Linked DNA regions of Triticum aestivum: region 2 is linked to region 1. The links are chromatin contacts, called in public Hi-C maps. All regions are on one chromosome and are shown on one strand. Each heading gives the region's core, a stretch centred on a gene start, on an enhancer-like site or on the middle of the called end of the contact. The rest is flanking DNA. Distances are from core to core; before and after follow the strand shown.

Region 1 (4,258 bases), core at 1,113-3,612:
AAACATCGTTACTGAACGTGCTATCTGGTGGCATTGTTGAGTTAGCCTCTGAAGCAACGAACAGTTTGCCAGTGGTTGGAGAAGGCTGTGCCTGTAACAGATCATAATCATTTCAGCCACATTTACACAGTGGATATCATGTGGTAAGCACATATGTATTTGACCATTTATGAGTGTTGAATTAAGATCATCGGCTTTGAAATCAAAACATAGAACCAAATTTGCAACTTTTGTAAATTTCTAAACAGAGGTCATTTTTTCGGACAGCAATGTTCTTCTTGATAGAATAAGACAACGTTGAAATCACAAGTCTCTATACTGCACAAAACCATGTGCCGCATCAAATGCTTTCTGCAAAAACAAGACGATGATAAATGTTCTTATATATACTTCAGGAAAACTAAATGTCTGGTAAATGGAACTTTCATGTGTTTACTGGTAATTGTTAACTCAAAGTAAAATTTACCACAACCTCAATCAATAGGTACTTCTGTTTTTTAACCACAAGTACACTGATCCATTTTTACCCGCACATACGCTAACTAAAGATTCATGATTAATTGTATCAAAATCTGAAACGGTACGGAGGGGATTAGAGGGAAGAGCAAACGATCATGTCCAGCGGCCTATTAAACCCGGATAGAGAAAGTAATTATTGGTGGCACCAGTTATGAGAAGATGGCATACCATAGCATTGTAGAGAAAGACCGGTGACTCAAGAAGAGTAGTTGGACTAAGACCAGGTGGAATTGCTATGGGTGATCGAATAACTGTGGATGAACCCACACGAGATGTATCAATCTTGGGGATACTGAAACCAGCTCTCGAAGCCCTGCGCTCAGCTAGAGATCCCTGTGGGTTTGATTTCTGATTAGCATTGAACGAATTTGGTTGCAGGGAAAAATCCTTTTGGGGTGTAGCTGTATCTGTAGCTGACTGAGCAGGCACTTGCTCCCTCAAATCCACAAGCTCTCCTCTCTTCTCTGATTGATCATGGGGCTTGTTGCTCACATGTTCGCCGAAAAAATTGGAGAATTGACCAGAGCTGAAGTCTTCATTCAAGAAGCTTGACATGAGCGTTCTCGGGCTGGGTGTCGGCGGCATGGCCATCCAGTCCTCCATGAGGGATCCACGATCGCTGGTGCCGGCCATGTGAGCAAGAAATCTTCCTCAGCTGAAACAACAAGGTACACCACATTAGTACTACTGTCAAAACACTTGGATGCTTGACTGTGAAATTAAGCAAAAGCTTCCTTTTCACGACAGCACAACTTACAATAAATGCTGATCAGAATCAGTAGTAAGCACAACAAATTATGCAGGTGCTATGACATAGTAAAAGGCAACCAATCATAAATGGGCAGTACACAGACCGACACAATTCTGTTTTCCACTGGGCTACATCATGGCAGCAGGTAGAGATGAAGAAACAAATTCAGGGGAACTGAAACCTTGATTAAACCACTGAACGAACTCATACGGAAATGCTGTAATTTTTACAGGCATACATATGCTCTGAATCATTGCACAAGAAAACAGAGGAGAGATATTCGACATGAAATGGAGAATCCAACCCACTGCTGGCCACGAGCTGAATCCCCATAGATGCAATTTCGATGTGAAATGGAAAGATTCCATAATAACTGAAATAAGAACCCCCTTTGTTTAGAGAGAGAAACCATGACTGAAATGGGTAAAATTTTGAAACCAAGATGCAAATTTTACAGCCAACCCGTCTCGGTAATCATCAATAACTCCCGGACAATCAATTCCGGCGCCGAATCAGCCGCACGCACGAGTATATAGACAAACAAACCCCGCGAAATAAAGGCGGACAAGAAAAGGAAGAAATGCCCAATCGGCACCTCATGAAGTGGACGATACCTCCGATACCGAACGATTGATCCGTCTTCTCCTCCCCCGAAACAGAAGGCGGATGGACGGAGCGGCGCGGCGCGGAGGGGTTCAGATCATGTGCTCCCGCCGGTGACGGAGAAGAAACAATTCAGGCGAAACCGGACGACCTAAAATTTCTTCGCCTCCCACCAACCAAGAAGGGAGGGAGGGAGGGAGGGAGCCGCCGCGAACGGGGGGAAACAAAGATCTTGCCGGGCGCAGACGGGCGAGGGTAGGTCTGGACCGACTCCACTGGACAAGAACAACTCCCCCGGCCTCTCCCGGAAAACGAGGAACACACCGAAAGAACCAGAGGAGAGAGGGGGAGAGAGAGGGAGATTGTGGAGGTGCCCCGCCTCGATTCCCAGCCCGCACCTGGGTTGGTTCTCCGCTCCGGGTGCCGCTACTTTTTTTAAGGGGGGTAGAGAAGAGCGAAAGGCGGTTTGACCAAGGAGAAGGCGAAGAAGAAGGTGGGGTGGGGTGGGAGGGGAGGATGATTCCGTTGCTGCCACTGGTGGGCTGGCTCTGCTCCAACTCAACTCTAATTGGCAAAAGCTGTCCTCGCTCCGATTTTTGTTTGTTTGTTTTCTCTGCTGCTCTAAATGAGAAGAGTTATACTCTGAAAGTTTGTATTTTTGTGTACTCACAACTGTGTGCTGGCATGGATGGATGGATGGATGGTCGTTGGTGAATGGCTTTTTGTATGGTGGAGGCTGATTTTTTGGTGCGGAGTTACTGGTGATAATCTGTGCTTTTACCCTGCGATTAGTGGGAAACGGCTCCCTACTTTCGCTGCTGCCTTGGCCATGGAAGAAAGCAGAGGGAGCGGCCGTTGCATCAACCATTTCTTGCGCAGCATCGGTGGAGACAAGAGGATAGGGGTTTGACTGGCCAGGTGTGAGGAGTCCTGATCTAGATGGATGGATGGGCATGCAGGAAAACAGGGGGGAGCGGGTTGCAAAAGAGACGCGCGTAATGCGCGGAGGGTCGGGATATTTCCTCCTGTGGTCTTTTTTACTCTGCATATTAGGTTTGTCTGAAATTAAACTCTTCAAAATTTGATCAGGTTTATACAAAAAATTAATAACATTCACATAACAACGTCAATATCATTAGATCCATCTTGGAATATATTTTTATACTATATTTATTAGGTATTGTAGAAGTTAATATTCTTTAATATAAATTTGATCAAAATTAGTAAAGTTTAACAACATACTAATCTAATATGCAGACTGAAAAGGACCGGCCGGAGTAGCATGATTCCTCATGGTATGTGAAGAAGATGCCAAAAAAAGGAAGAAAAAAACTAATGCAATGATTTTTCCTTTTTGTCCCAACAAATCACTGAGAAAAGTCATTGCACACACGGTGCATACAGACCATGGATAAGCAACTTGCAGCATGTATGCAATATTTTGTACCATGTCATGTGCGTGCGTGTGTGTGTGTGTGTGGGCACGCGCGCGTGTGGGAAAACGAGATTGTAACATGCCAACCGGAGGTATGTAAGTAACATGAAAATTCCTTCAATCATTCTGACCTTCATTTAGGAGCATTGATCTTGCCATTCGGGCTAGTTGACAAAAAATCTAGCTTGCCGAAGCCTCACCGCCATTGGATTATGGGACCCCTAGTGCCACTCCTCGTGGTCTCTGTGCCTTTCCGAAGCTTGGCGGCGTAGAGGGCTTTGGTTCTAAGCTCCAATTCAAGGTCCATGGCAGTGAGCGCCAATGGGAGGAGGGAGGGGGTGTCAAGGGGAGCCCCGGAGGAGGATGAGAGAGGAGCAGCCACATAAGGCTTCTATGAGGAAGTTATCTTGCACTTGTGTGAGTCCACAGGGAAGAAGCATCCCTAGCGGAAAGTGCGGGCGGAAGACCCGGTCAATCAAATCAATCGGGCGGGGGGTGTCATTTCCTTTATATATTCACATCGTAATAATTTTCTGAAACTCTAATTTATTAGCAAGGTATAATGCAAAACCATATTTAGAAATGTAATTTCATATCATGATTTTTGGTTGGAGAATCATTTTTATGTTTTCAAAGGAAATACTAATAAAATATCAAACAAACGTATGTATCTACATGAAAAATCCCCAAATCACTGACCTTCATTTTGGAGCACCAAACTCGTTGTTTGGGCCCCTCGACCGCAAATCTAGCCCGCCAAAGCCCCACCACCATTGGATCAGGGGACCCCCTAGAGCCACTCCTCGTAGTCTTGGTGCCTTCATGGGGCTTGGCGGCATAGATGGCTTTGGTTTTGAGCTCCAGTTGAAGGTACATGGCGGTAAGCGCTGATGGGAGGAGCGAGGGGAGGAGCCCCAGAGGCGTCTGGGAGAGGAGCAACTACATGAGGC
Region 2 (4,100 bases), core at 452-2,951, 150 kb after region 1:
TGCAAGAACAGCATATCAGAATAACATAACACCAGATCCGTCTGTGCGTAGAAATTACAATCGAATTACAGATGGTTCATGGAGGACTATGTGAACCAATTCTGTGAGTGATTGTGGGCTTTCAGTTCTACCCGAGGGCTGTCCACATCACAAGACATAATGAACACATGACTACAGTGACATACTGATGCAGTTGCATCCCAAATGCAGTATGATGAGCACACCAACTTAAGCATCATTGGCAGGAGTTAGCTAACGCATAAGTGTACAACATCATTGCCATATCCTTTCCGCTCACAAAAAAGATGATCCTACGCCTACCAAACCCGGTACTGAAAAAGTAGGCACCCTCAGCAACAGCTCGCATGTTCTTTACCCTGAAGAAATACATTGAAATGTCAGGTCTCTGCAACCACAATGTAGCTGGTGCAAGCCAATCCATCTATGCAGACGCAAATCCTGAAGCTCCATACCATGCTACTCCTCAAGCAGCAAAGAAGGTGTTAGGGAAAATTCAAAAAATAAAAGGTGTTATAGCTATAGCAACTTCAGCAACTTCGCTTCAGCAATTCAGTCCATTACACCAATATACTCAGAGTCTCATAGCTATAGCTGAACTGCTAACTAGAACTACCAAACATGATACTGCTAGTGCTAAAAAAGACCTCAAGTGTTTGATCTAGAACCTAAGTTGGATAGTTTCAGTATAATGCAAGAACAAAATAGATAATGAACAGTGAACACTTGGGGAACAGATACCTCAGTAAGCCGCGGGGCTGTCGTCAAGCTGGTCCTCATCTTCGATCTCCACCTCCAAGATTTCCTGGACAAACCCAAAAAACCTCGTCACCATCTTTGATATAACTTCCCCCCACGCTCCAGGAGGAACAACAGCGAGCTGGAAGAAGAAGAGCTCACCGGTATACGGTTCTTGAGGTAGTTGCCAATCCGCGCGACGACGGTGGCGCGGGTGTGCCAGAACTTTCCCTTGAGGCGGAGCTTCACGAACGGCCCGTCCAGCTCCGCCAGATCAACTTGCCCTGCCATCATCAGTCACCATTCACGATGAGGAAGGAATGGCAAACTTCAGCAGGGCGACTGGATCGGTGCTGCAGTGCAGTTCGTGAAAGGAATTGGCTTGGATTTTTCACCTGTTATGCCGACCGACGTGTCGAATAGCTGGGCCAGCTGAAACGCGGTGCGGGAGACCAACAACAATGGCGTTCGTCAGTTAATTTGGACGTAGGCTGTCAGTCACCGTGAGCCGTGGGCGGCCGTGCAAAACAGATATGTTCTTCGGTGTGGATGTGAGAGGGAAGGATGCCTTGCTTGCCTCGGCTTTGGCGTCGACGATGGCCTGCCGGACGTTGTCCTCGGTGAGGTCGAGCGACGCGGTGATGGAGGCGGCGCGAGCGCGACACGGCCGACGCCTGCACCGCGGGCTGCGGAAGATGTGTCCGGTTGAAGTCCTGAGAGGCGAGAGACGGGTGCGGGGAGGAGCGGACCGGAGAGACGAGGCGGCGGCGCTGAGGCGAGGGAGGAGGACGGCGAGGCGGGCGTGGATGGCGACGAAGGCCATGGCCGTGGCGGATGCTGAGAGCAGACGCTGCCGGGTGGGGCCTCCTTATCTTTCTTTTCGAGTGGGAGGCAGGCAGGAGAGTCTTCCCAACAAAATCCACTGGACTGTTTGGTTGCGGTTTGAGCTTCCGCACTCGGCCCAGTGAAACCTATGTCGTCGCTTGGGCGGGCCACATTCTGCAAACCCGTTTGGCTGCCTATATGAACACCCAAAATCCACTAAAAAAAAGTACAGATGCCCCCCCAAAAAAAACTAAAAAAAGTACAGCCCATATGAACACCTAAAAAAAAATTGTGCCCGTATGTATGTCTGTACTTTTGTCTAAAAAACAATCTCCAAGTAAAAAAAAAATACAATTGATAGGTTTGGGGAGCAACTAGCACATGAGTACTCGTGCGGGCTCCCGCAAAGGTAACTACTGGTGCGCTGAGAGCGCGTCACTTGGCGCACTCTCATCCACCGACACGTGTCGCGTGCTGAGTGCTTTCTCAAGATTTTTATTTTTATTTTTTTGTATGGGTCGAGTTTTAGATGATTTTTTCCTTTCTCATGGAAGACACAAATTTGCTTCCGCGAGAGGCAGAACTCCACCTTTTGAAAAGGGAAAGCGCGTTTTTTTGCTTCCACCAGAGGCGCGATTTTACTTCACGTGGAGGCACAAATTTACTTTCGTGAGAGGCACCAAAAAAAGAAAAAATGTGCTTCCTTTTTTTTTTCTTCCGCGAGAGGCACAAACGTGTCAAGGCATAAATTTGCTTCCATAAGAGGCAAAGTTGTGCCTCTCAAAAAAGAAAAAGAACGCGTTTCTTCTTCTTTCATGAGAGGCACAGATTTGTTTTCGCGAGAGGCATAACTGTTCCCTTTTGGAAAAGGAAAAAAAGTGAAAAATTCATGCTTCCAGTCAAGTTTTTGTCCGGTTTTCTCATATACAAAGTTTGACGAAAAGTATGAACATGGAATCTAGTTTTAAAGATCTCGACGCGAGGAATCTAATGGTGAACATGGTTCGGGATTTAGATGCATGGTTTAAGAGATAAACCATTTTGAATAAATAAATTTACGGGAAAAGAAAAACTCTCAGGTTATGACAAGTGAGGTTTGTCTTAGCTTCTTTGGCTTTCTCTTTTCCGAGCCTTCTTTTCTTTTCTAAATGATAACGCCCACATGTGTGACACTTATCAACATGGCCCAAATGCAGTTGATACCGTATGATTCATTTGCATGAATATTGCAGCAACTGCCATCTTGGTCGAGAGCCACGTAAGCACCCAGCGTTGTGTGAGTGTTATCATTTAGTGCCACACGTGTGGGCGCTCCTCGCCCGAACGGACACACGACGCTCGCCCGACGACGCTTGCACGATGATAGATGGCAACTACAGTTGTGCATATGTGGCAACTAGTTAATCACACACGACAACTACCATACGTGGCAACTCTAATTAGTTACACACGACAACTATATTTAATGATACATGGCAAGTAAAGTTAATTATATATGGCAACTACAGTAATTAGACATGACAACTATAGTTAATTACACACGCAAACTAAAGATAGTTACACACGTGATCGTGCTCATGGGGTTAGGGTGAGTAGTTGCCACACAGGGTCGTGTGGGCCGTCGTAGCTACGCACGAAGGTGTGGGCAGTTTTAATGTTTGCCCACATAGGATCATGTGGGCTGGCTCCTGGGTACAACCGGACGAGTCGTGTGGTCAGGTGTTCATTGTGCCACACGTGTGGTGAATATCGGCGTCCTTTCTTTTTTGTTTCAATTGAGTTTTTCAGTAATGTCAACCAACGCAACACAAAAAAACCTAACGTAAATAGAGTAACTTGGAATAATGTAGACCAAATCAGTACTTTTTTCTAGAACCACATCCCGCATTAACTAAATCAAATTTAATTAAATCTTAACAAAATCTCAACTAAGTCATATTTTCCTCACGTTCCCTCACCCGTAACGAAATCAAAATGAATTTTATCATAAATATAGAATATGATGAACGTAAAGTATATGTCAGACAAGATTGGTGCCGAACCATTAGAGAATATGTTTGTCCTCGTTGCAGCACACAGACAATTTATTATCCAGGAGATAATTTCATACATGGTGTTTGGTGAATGCTTCTATTTGTGGCGTGTTAGCGTCAAATAATCAACCCGACGCCTGAAGCGAGGTTTAAATGGGCCGGCCCATGTTGGCGAGCTCATTTGAGCGGGTTTTCTTTGTTTATTCTTTTCAGTTTTCATGGCATTTGTTTTTCTTCTAAAGTTACTGACTTTTTTAAAGAGCTCAAATAATTAAAAAATAATATTGAAAAATCTGAAAAGTATTTTAGAAATACTGTGCAATATGTTTTTTAAAAAGCTTAGACTATATTGAAATATCATCTTATATTAGAGACAACATCATTTAAAAAAAGTTCACTGTATCTAAAAAGCTCATCGTATACTAAACAAAATGTTCAGTGTGTATATAAAAAATGTTCAACATATATTTGAAAAAAAATCATCAT

What was found. Hi-C and Micro-C count contacts between places; a contact is called where the count stands out from the background.
Region 2: a contact with region 1 is called in a Hi-C map of leaf, with 4 times the contacts expected there. The contact joins the promoter of LOC123116368 here to the promoter of LOC123112344 in region 1. A contact is called at or near these places in 2 of 5 Hi-C or Micro-C datasets (both in leaf) and 1 of 1 datasets of contacts at active chromatin or transcription factors (leaf).

The regions. Positions count from the first base shown.
Region 1 is chr5B:442,833,180-442,837,437 of IWGSC CS RefSeq v2.1, forward strand. It overlaps LOC123112344 (probable WRKY transcription factor 2), which reads right to left and starts at 2,363. Exons shown (of 6, transcript XM_044533302.1): 1 at 1,885-2,363; 2 at 688-1,174; 3 at 1-91. The coding sequence starts at 1,152.
Region 2 is chr5B:442,986,662-442,990,761 of IWGSC CS RefSeq v2.1, forward strand. It overlaps LOC123116368, which reads right to left and starts at 1,702. Exons shown (of 5, transcript XM_044537334.1): 1 at 1,334-1,702; 2 at 1,152-1,188; 3 at 919-1,040; 4 at 760-823; 5 at 1-477. The coding sequence starts at 1,579. The coding sequence ends at 761.